2 separate regions of the Triticum aestivum genome follow, and region 2 is linked to region 1. A link is a contact called in public Hi-C data. All regions are on one chromosome and are shown on one strand. Each heading gives the region's core, a stretch centred on a gene start, on an enhancer-like site or on the middle of the called end of the contact. The rest is flanking DNA. Distances are from core to core; before and after follow the strand shown.

Region 1 (4,079 bases), core at 1,042-3,541:
CTCTTTTGCTCCAAAAACTTAAAACACGGTGCTTGACATCACAGTCATGTTTCTGAGAAAAGGATTAGAATAAGACCACGTATGGTGGTAGTGCACAAATCATTACTGCACAAGTTGATATTTGAAATGATAAACTGGAGAAGGTGCGCTTTGCTTAGTCGGAAAACCCAACTCATCAAAAAGCTAAAGTACCCTAGAATCCTTCGCCGATTCCCTATCTAAAATCACAAACATGCCATACTGCTACAACTAAATTGGCACGATCAATGAATGATTGTAGTATAAGCAAGAAGGAATAGCAGACATACCTTTTGAGGACTCACGGACGAGCACAATGTGCATCGCTGCATTGTTCGGAGGCAGCTGCAGAAGGAGAGGAGTGAGCTTCCCGCTGATTGGGCTGCGTGTGCAGACGATCAGATCATCGATGCCTGTTTCCTCTTGTAACTTCTGGGTGAGCTCCTCCAGGTTAGAGCCATTAAACGTGAATGAGCGTCTCTCGATATCATCGTCCACGTCGCCCTTATCGTCTGCAATGTGGTAGTGGATCGCACGACCCTGCACCTTGTGCAACGGGGCAGAGAATGAATCGGAAGACTGACGATAAAAGAAAGAAGCACAGTGTTAATATTTTCTCACCCACCATAAAAGTTCAGACTAATGACGACAATACCAAAGATAAGTGTAGATGCAACGTGCAAGTTCTTCAGTACAGAAGATAAAAATTCTGAAAATTTCAACAATACAGAGTAATGCTATACAGCCTAGCTCGACTGTACAGAGCTGAGAAAGGAGAGTTTCTCAGGATGCACTTGACAGCACTTTGAAAAGTTACCCAAAATATGACAGAAGATTTGATGATGATGATGATGATTCCTTACCAACAAAAGAAAAGTTGGGATGAATGCTACAATAAGCCCAGCATTAGATTGCATAATACAGATTGCTTGCGATAGCAGCAACAGTTTGGGAGAGCTCAAGAGCGAACGTTACACATGACACATGAGACCAACAGAATTGCGTACACCCAACCAGTACAACAACGGCCACCACATAGCTATCACAACACGAAATGCGCAAAGCCTATCTACTTCAAGCAATGTGACAAAATGCAGAAAGCCTATCTATATCTACTTCATCGGCACATTCAAAGCAAAGCGACACTTGTATCTGGGCCATGTGATACAACCGATGCCAGCAATGTGAAGCCACATGACCACTGGCAGACAATTGCTGTGCATTGTGGGGAAATAATCTAAGTGTTTCTCCTAAGCGCGATTAGCATTCCAAAAGCACTAATCTAACACTTAGATGCAGTTCAGATTCAACTATTCTGCGAATTAAAACTGCGAAGCGCCTAGCAAAACTAGCAATTCGACGGACACAGAGACGAGCATTGCGAAGTCAATGCCGTCGTCAGGACGAAAACGGAAGTCAATTATTCGCAATCAGACGCAAGAGAAGAAAAAGGGGGATACCTCCAGCTTGGAGAGCCTGGGCTCCGGCTTGGGCTTGGGCGGCGGGGGCGGCGCGTAGTCCGGCGGCGGCGGGGACGTCTGGGACTTGGTGGGCCGGTGGTGCGCCTCGTAGGGGGTGGGGGCGGGCCTGAGCTTGGGCGCGGGCGGCGAGTCCGGCGCGAGGGCGGCGGGGGGCGCCGACGCGGCCTTCTCGGGCGCGGGCGTGGCCGGGCCGGGGGTGAGCACCTGCACGATCTCGACGTCCCAGAGCACCCAGTCCTGGGTGGCGGTGCGGTGCGGCACGTCGTGGGTGACGGAGTTGCGCCAGGGCGGGACGCCCCCGTTGGCGCGGAGGTACTTGTCCCCGCCCCCGCGGACGCCGCCGGCGCGGGACTTGAGGCGCACCTGGAAGCCGTCGCGGACGGGCTCCCACTCGACGGACGCGTCGGGGCGGCCCCCGGGCGCCGCGGCCGCCTGCAGCACCTTGCGGCCCGTCATGCCCAGCAGGAACGGCTCCGTGGAGGCGGCCAGGTAGCGGCCGTACCTGCTGCGGAGGCGCACCGCGCCGGGCGCGTGCGGCACGGGCTCCACCGTCCAGCGCGCGCTCGGGGAGGAGCCGTTGCGGTCCTGCGTGACGTGCAGCTCGTCCTCGTCCGCGTACAGGAACTTGTCGTGCCGGCTCTTCAGCCGCACCGCCTTGGCGTGCGCGAACAGCTCCATGCGCGGCCGGGGCTCGGCGGCGGCGGCGGTGGACTGGTAGTTGTCTGAGGGAATTCTCTCTGGGATGGTAGGCGGCGAGGTTGACGACGGGGCGAGGCGAGGTGATTGATTTTGGTTGTGGCTGTGCGCGGGGTTAATAACGGGGTGCGGGGTGTGGCTGCGAGTGGGGTCGGGCTGTAGGTGGGGCCGGTCTGTCGGTGAGGGCAGGGGTTTGTGCTGGTTTGACCCGTTCGGCGGCTGGGGCGCACGTCGGGCGCGGCGTGTTCGCGGAAATGGTGCGTTTGCGGTGCGGCGGGGGTCGGACTGGACCGGACCGGACACCGTTTACCACGCTGTCCTCGCCTCGTTTTACAACAGTTTTTTCTCCGCTTTCCCACGGCAGCGTTTCCGTCCCGCTGCGAGACTGAAACTGATGCAGCGTCACGTTTGGTGTAATCTTGTTGGGTTGTGCTCCTTCTGTGGATGAACAGACGCCAATAATATTAAGTATACTTCTCTCTGAGTTGCTTGGTGTTTAAGTATAGTATATACACAAATATTGGTCATGATCTTCCCATGATCGGCATCTTAGATACACGACTATCAATTCTGGTTTTAGTGGAATGCAATTTGGGCAAGTGGGATCCTGATAGGATGGCCCATCATAAATGATTTCTCGAGATCTAGGACATAATAATTTCCAAAAAATCAGCGTCGTCCTCGCAAGAAAGAAAGAAAGAAAGAAAAACCGCGTCGATCGCGCACCAATCTCGGAGAAACCGCGATGCGGGCAATGAGTACCTACGACTTTTGCAGGCATTAAATCTAGACGAGGAGGCACGAGGGTCTCTACGATCCATCCGCTTCTCCCCTTCCGACCTCTGTCTCAGATCTCAGCAACGAAAGGGCCTTGGGCGTGGGAGGAGCACATGGCGGCGATAGCGAATCACGGGTATTGGGCATGGGGGGAGCGCATGGCGGCGGCGATCGCGGGCGGCGACGAGAAAAAGATGACGATGCTTCGCCATATCTATATGTGGTACAAGGATGCGGAGGAGATGCATCGGGATTCACGCCTGGTGATTCGATAAGCTTCGAAGGAGGAACGGATTCAGATCAAGGGGAAGTCCCCGCTCGAGATCATCTATTGGGCGATGATGGAGGGGAAACCCGATGATCTGGGGCGCGCATGGTGGAAACCTTACGCGTCACGCGATTGGGTTTTGTCCGACCTAGACAGGGATGATTTGGGGGTGGTGATCATGACAGTGAGGTCGTCGCCACGCAGTCGGGCGACGCCCGTCGTGACCGACAACGGCGTGCGGGTGGTGCCTAGGAAGAAGGTGGTCCGGGTGGTTTCCCAACTGCCGCGTCGCTCTCCTCGGTTCCCCCGACGTTCTGCACGGATCCAGGCGCTTGCACGGAGCGTCGACGATGAGTAGGTGTCTCCCTGGCTAGCAGTCAATTTTGGCTGCTAGCCGGGAAGGAGTCCGACGATGAGGACTCATGCGGCCGTTTTGCTGCTTCGTTTTACAGTAAGATTGTTGGTCTCTACAATTTTTTACATTCTCATGTACAAATTAATGGTGTGAGGATTTGTAGCTGCGAGAAATACGGTTCAGAGATGTGATTTGCATGCTTCAAATAGTTATTTGTTGGATTTTTCAACAAAAGATGATCATGCCGCTGATTTTGATTATAATATTGCTAATGGGGATGATTTGTCCTCGGTTCTTTAACATCAGAAGGGGATGATGCCACTTATATGATGTCTTTCTACCCACATCCCGGTTGGTGTGAAGAAAGGAGCCAATTTCTTCATGGCTAGGTTTGTTTAGCAGGAGTGACAACAGAAAAAAATATCTCTTAGTAAACTGGGACAATGGCTTTAGACCTAAAAAGCAAGGGGGCCTAGGGATTAGA
Region 2 (3,812 bases), core at 179-2,678, 330 kb before region 1:
AAGTGATCCAGTAAACGTCCTTTTCTGCAAGATCGTTCCAACCGTCTGTCAACTGCTCCCTCAGTCCCTTTCGACACCTGATTATCCACCGCACGTCCAGAGAACCCACGGTGATGGTCATCTCTACCGTCTCTATCAGAGCTATCTCATTTTTTCTGTCAATTTTTTTGTTCGAATCACCTGTTTTTTTTTTTTGCCCTTTTATCTTTGTTCCGAGCACCTGCTTTATAGCAGGATAGTATTGCTTTAGCATTGATTCTCGCAAATTGTTGTTACCTTTCGCTCTCGTTCAGTGCAGAGATGTCTCGCCCGCGTATCCACATTCCACCCAACCACAATAATCCAGAATTGATCACAAATCATCACTACTGAGCACAATGAATGAGCAACACGTGCAAGGGTACAACTAACAACAAGCAGAGGAAAAGGGATGCGGATGGAAGATGGTAAGATCATAAAGCCTTTGTTACTGATGGATTCGAGTTACACAGGTAGGCAGCACCGTAGTGAGATAACAATAATAAGCGAATACATGCATACATATATAGAGAGAGATCATCATATATAGCGTGGCAACAACGTGGTAAATAATATCCTTGAGGCCATCTCTTTGTACAGTTGACGCATGCCGGGCTTGGCCGGCTGATCTAGCCGACGAAGATGATGGAGGGGTCGCAGCAGCACTCGTCGATCAGGCAGCAGCAGCAAAGCGCAGCCAAACTGCACAGCAAGAACGCAGAGTCAGTTGAGTACTAGGTAGGTAAATTAGCTAAGCTAGTGAGTTGAGCTAGCGTGGGAGCCAAATCATGAGAAAAAGTAGCGGCCGGGAACAAGCAATTAGCCGTGCAGGAGGTAATTGAGTACGTACCAGCCTTCGAGGAAGCTGGGCTGGGCGCGCGGCGGCGGCGCGGCGTACTGCGGCGGCGCCATCACCGGCGGCCCCTGGTACGGGCCGCCCTGCCCCTGGTATGGCCCCCCCTGGTAGTAACCTGCATACATAAATGACCAATAACAGACCATCAAGATCAAGATCAAGAAACGAAAAGAAAACCCGGCCGCATCTTGGATCCTCTTCTGGTTCTTCTCTGCAGACTAAAGAGATGATGAGGGTGAGCTGAGCGCTAGCGTACCTTGCGCGGGGTAGGGGTAGGCGTACTTGGGGTCGCTCATCCTGATCTCGCCCGAGACGACGAACTCGCTACTCTGTACGAGTCGACAGTGACGCCGGGGACGGATGGGGAAGGAAGCGGCTGGAAGGTGATGGACGGGTAACAGTGGAGCAGGTAAATGAAGTGGGTGGCTAATGGCGTTTCTGGGCGGCGGCCGCGTGTACTTATAGCCGGCCGGCGAGGCAGCCGTGTGCGTCTCGCGCGGTTGGACGTGGCGCGCGCGGGGTAAAGGCGGGTAGGCCATGCGTGTCGGCCGAAGCGAAACGATGCTTCTCCGGTGTGGCGAGGCATCTGGAAAAGCGCGCAAAAGAAGGCCGCCGAATCGAACCCTCACCGGGTTGCTTTGCTTTGCTTTGCAACGAGGTTTTGGCATCCGATTCCATCCCAGCCGTGCGTTGTGTTCCTACCGCGCTGCGCGTATGCCTTCTCTTCTCCTCTGCTGCGCCGGTGCACGCTGGCATGGGCAATGGCAGCCTTGTCATCCTTCCGTTTCGCGGTTCGAAAAGGGATTTTTCTTTCCGTTTTAGGCGGCTGGCTTGGTTCTGGTACCGGCTCGATCGCTGCCGACCCCCCCAAACATAGCAGCAGGCCATGTGGTCAAGCCGCGTGGGCGTGGTCTGGCCCTGGAGGAGTTTCGCACGTCTTCACCAGGCCAGCAGTGCTGTCCCGGCTGTTCTCCGGTACGCCACCTTTTTCAATTTTTGTTGGGATTTCTTTTTGAATACCTATTGCTCATTGGTCCATGATTTTATTTATTACTCGAGCCGCCGGATTCGTATCCCCAGCGAGGTGGAACGGCGAAGGAGGTGAAGCAGGGAGGAGACCTTGTCAATGGTTAGAGCAGCTCTTTTAAAGAGATGTTGTATGCGACCGATCGCGGTTTTTTTCCCTCGAATATGCATGAGTGTGCATATTATATGTATTAAAGAAGAAAGACAAAGTTTACACGTACATCAAGACACGCTACTCCTCACTACGCTCTCACCTCGTTACCGTAATGAAGAAGGGGTTTACATTCCCTTCCAGTAATCCGGCCGTCGACCACACCATGCCCTCTAACCTTACTCTATGTAGTAACTGCTCGATTGACGTCCGTGCTCCCTCGAACACGATAGCATTCCTATGCTTCCACAACTCCCAAACTGTTAACACAAAGATGGTGTATGGATTCTTCCGGCTCATGGTGTATACAAAGATGGTGTACACAAAGATGGTGTATAGGTTGCGGAAGGCCATGGTGGTTATGCGGATGATATGGTGGAGGGCCTAGGAAAACTTGCCAAATTTTGGAAAATTTGATGGTGCCAAATGATGTTGGAACCTATCTAGGTGGATGGGGGATGTCAATAGCTTCTCGACGAGCTAAAGAACGCGAAAATCGGACTCCGGATGTGGAAGTTATGGTCAAAACGGTGAAACTCGGAAGGATGAATCGGGGTGGGGCGGTAGTACCGCTTGGGAGGGCGGTAGTACCGCTTGGGAGGGCGGTAGTAACGCTTGTGGTGCTCAGCGGTAGGACCGCTTGGAATGGCGGTAGTACCGCTCGTGTCGGGAAAATTCGCAGATCGGTATCGGGGCGAAATTGGGGCGGAAAAGGATGATTTCGGGGGCAAAATTGGATGGATTTCGTGGATGGAAAGTGGTTAAACTTGGGGAGATGCTAGATCCACTCGAAACCAAACAAATCCACGGATCAAAATCAACAAAACATCATCAAACCAACAAATCACAAAAAAAATTGGGGCTATTTTTGGTGGGGATTTTCGAAATTAGGGAAGAACACAACAAAATTAGGCTAGAAAAAGAGGGGTAGGGACTCCAAATTCGTGATCAACCTTCCTCTGATCCAAGATGATGTAGAGTAGAACCCTAGATGCCCGATCTTTCACGAAATGGAGGGGATCCTACGAAGAACACGAAGAACACGGGGAAGAACGGAGAGAAATCACAAGAAACGCTCAAGAACAAGTCCAATCACACATCCACTAGACAATCAAACACACAAGATCCACAAGGTACATGAACAACAAAGAGAAAGATACAAGGTAAAGTTCATCTCCAAGAGGAGGTCTTGATGGTATCCTAGACGGATCTTCCCGCGAGGGGGTCTTGATGATATCCCGCAGGATCTTCTCCAAGATGGAGGTCTTGGCCTCCAATGGAGTAGTCTCTCTCTCTCAAGAGGAGAAGGTAGGAGCAAAGCTCACATACAAATGAGCTATCATATTTGCTAACCCTAGAAAGGAGGTGGGGGTGGTCTATTGAAGCCACGAAGGGGTAAGTGGGAGAGGGATACAAGGCCAAAGGCCCGCGGGTGCGCACAGGCAGGGCGGTAGTACCGGACCCACGGGTGGTAGTACCGGTGAGCGGTAGTACCGCTTGGAGGGGCGGTAGTACCGGACTTGTACCGCTCGATCACTGGAGTTTGTCGGGTTGAGCGGTAGTAGGGCGGATGCTGGGCGGTAGTGCCGCTTGGGTGGGCTCAGCGGTAGTACCGCTTGGTGTAGGCTGTGGTACCACCCGTTCTAGACTGGGCAGGTCCTTCTTCTTCCGTCTTCGCTTCCACGCTCCCCTCGCGGATGGTGTAGGCGTTCCTTGGCGCTTGCACTCCTCCTCGTCGTCCGTGAAACTCCGACAAGACCT

Evidence for each region. A called contact is a pair of places that touch in the nucleus more often than the background predicts.
Region 2: a Hi-C map of leaf shows a contact between it and region 1, with 4 times the contacts expected there. The contact joins the promoter of LOC123125801 here to the promoter of LOC123123268 in region 1. A contact is called at or near these places in 1 of 5 Hi-C or Micro-C datasets (leaf) and 1 of 1 datasets of contacts at active chromatin or transcription factors (leaf).

The regions. Positions count from the first base shown.
Region 1 is chr5D:505,811,000-505,815,078 of IWGSC CS RefSeq v2.1, reverse strand. It overlaps LOC123123268, which reads right to left and starts at 2,291. Exons shown (of 3, transcript XM_044543747.1): 1 at 1,479-2,291; 2 at 309-597. The coding sequence starts at 2,177.
Region 2 is chr5D:506,137,493-506,141,304 of IWGSC CS RefSeq v2.1, reverse strand. It overlaps LOC123125801 (cysteine-rich and transmembrane domain-containing protein 1), which reads right to left and starts at 1,428. Exons shown (of 3, transcript XM_044546254.1): 1 at 1,131-1,428; 2 at 869-989; 3 at 440-720. The coding sequence starts at 1,413. The coding sequence ends at 648.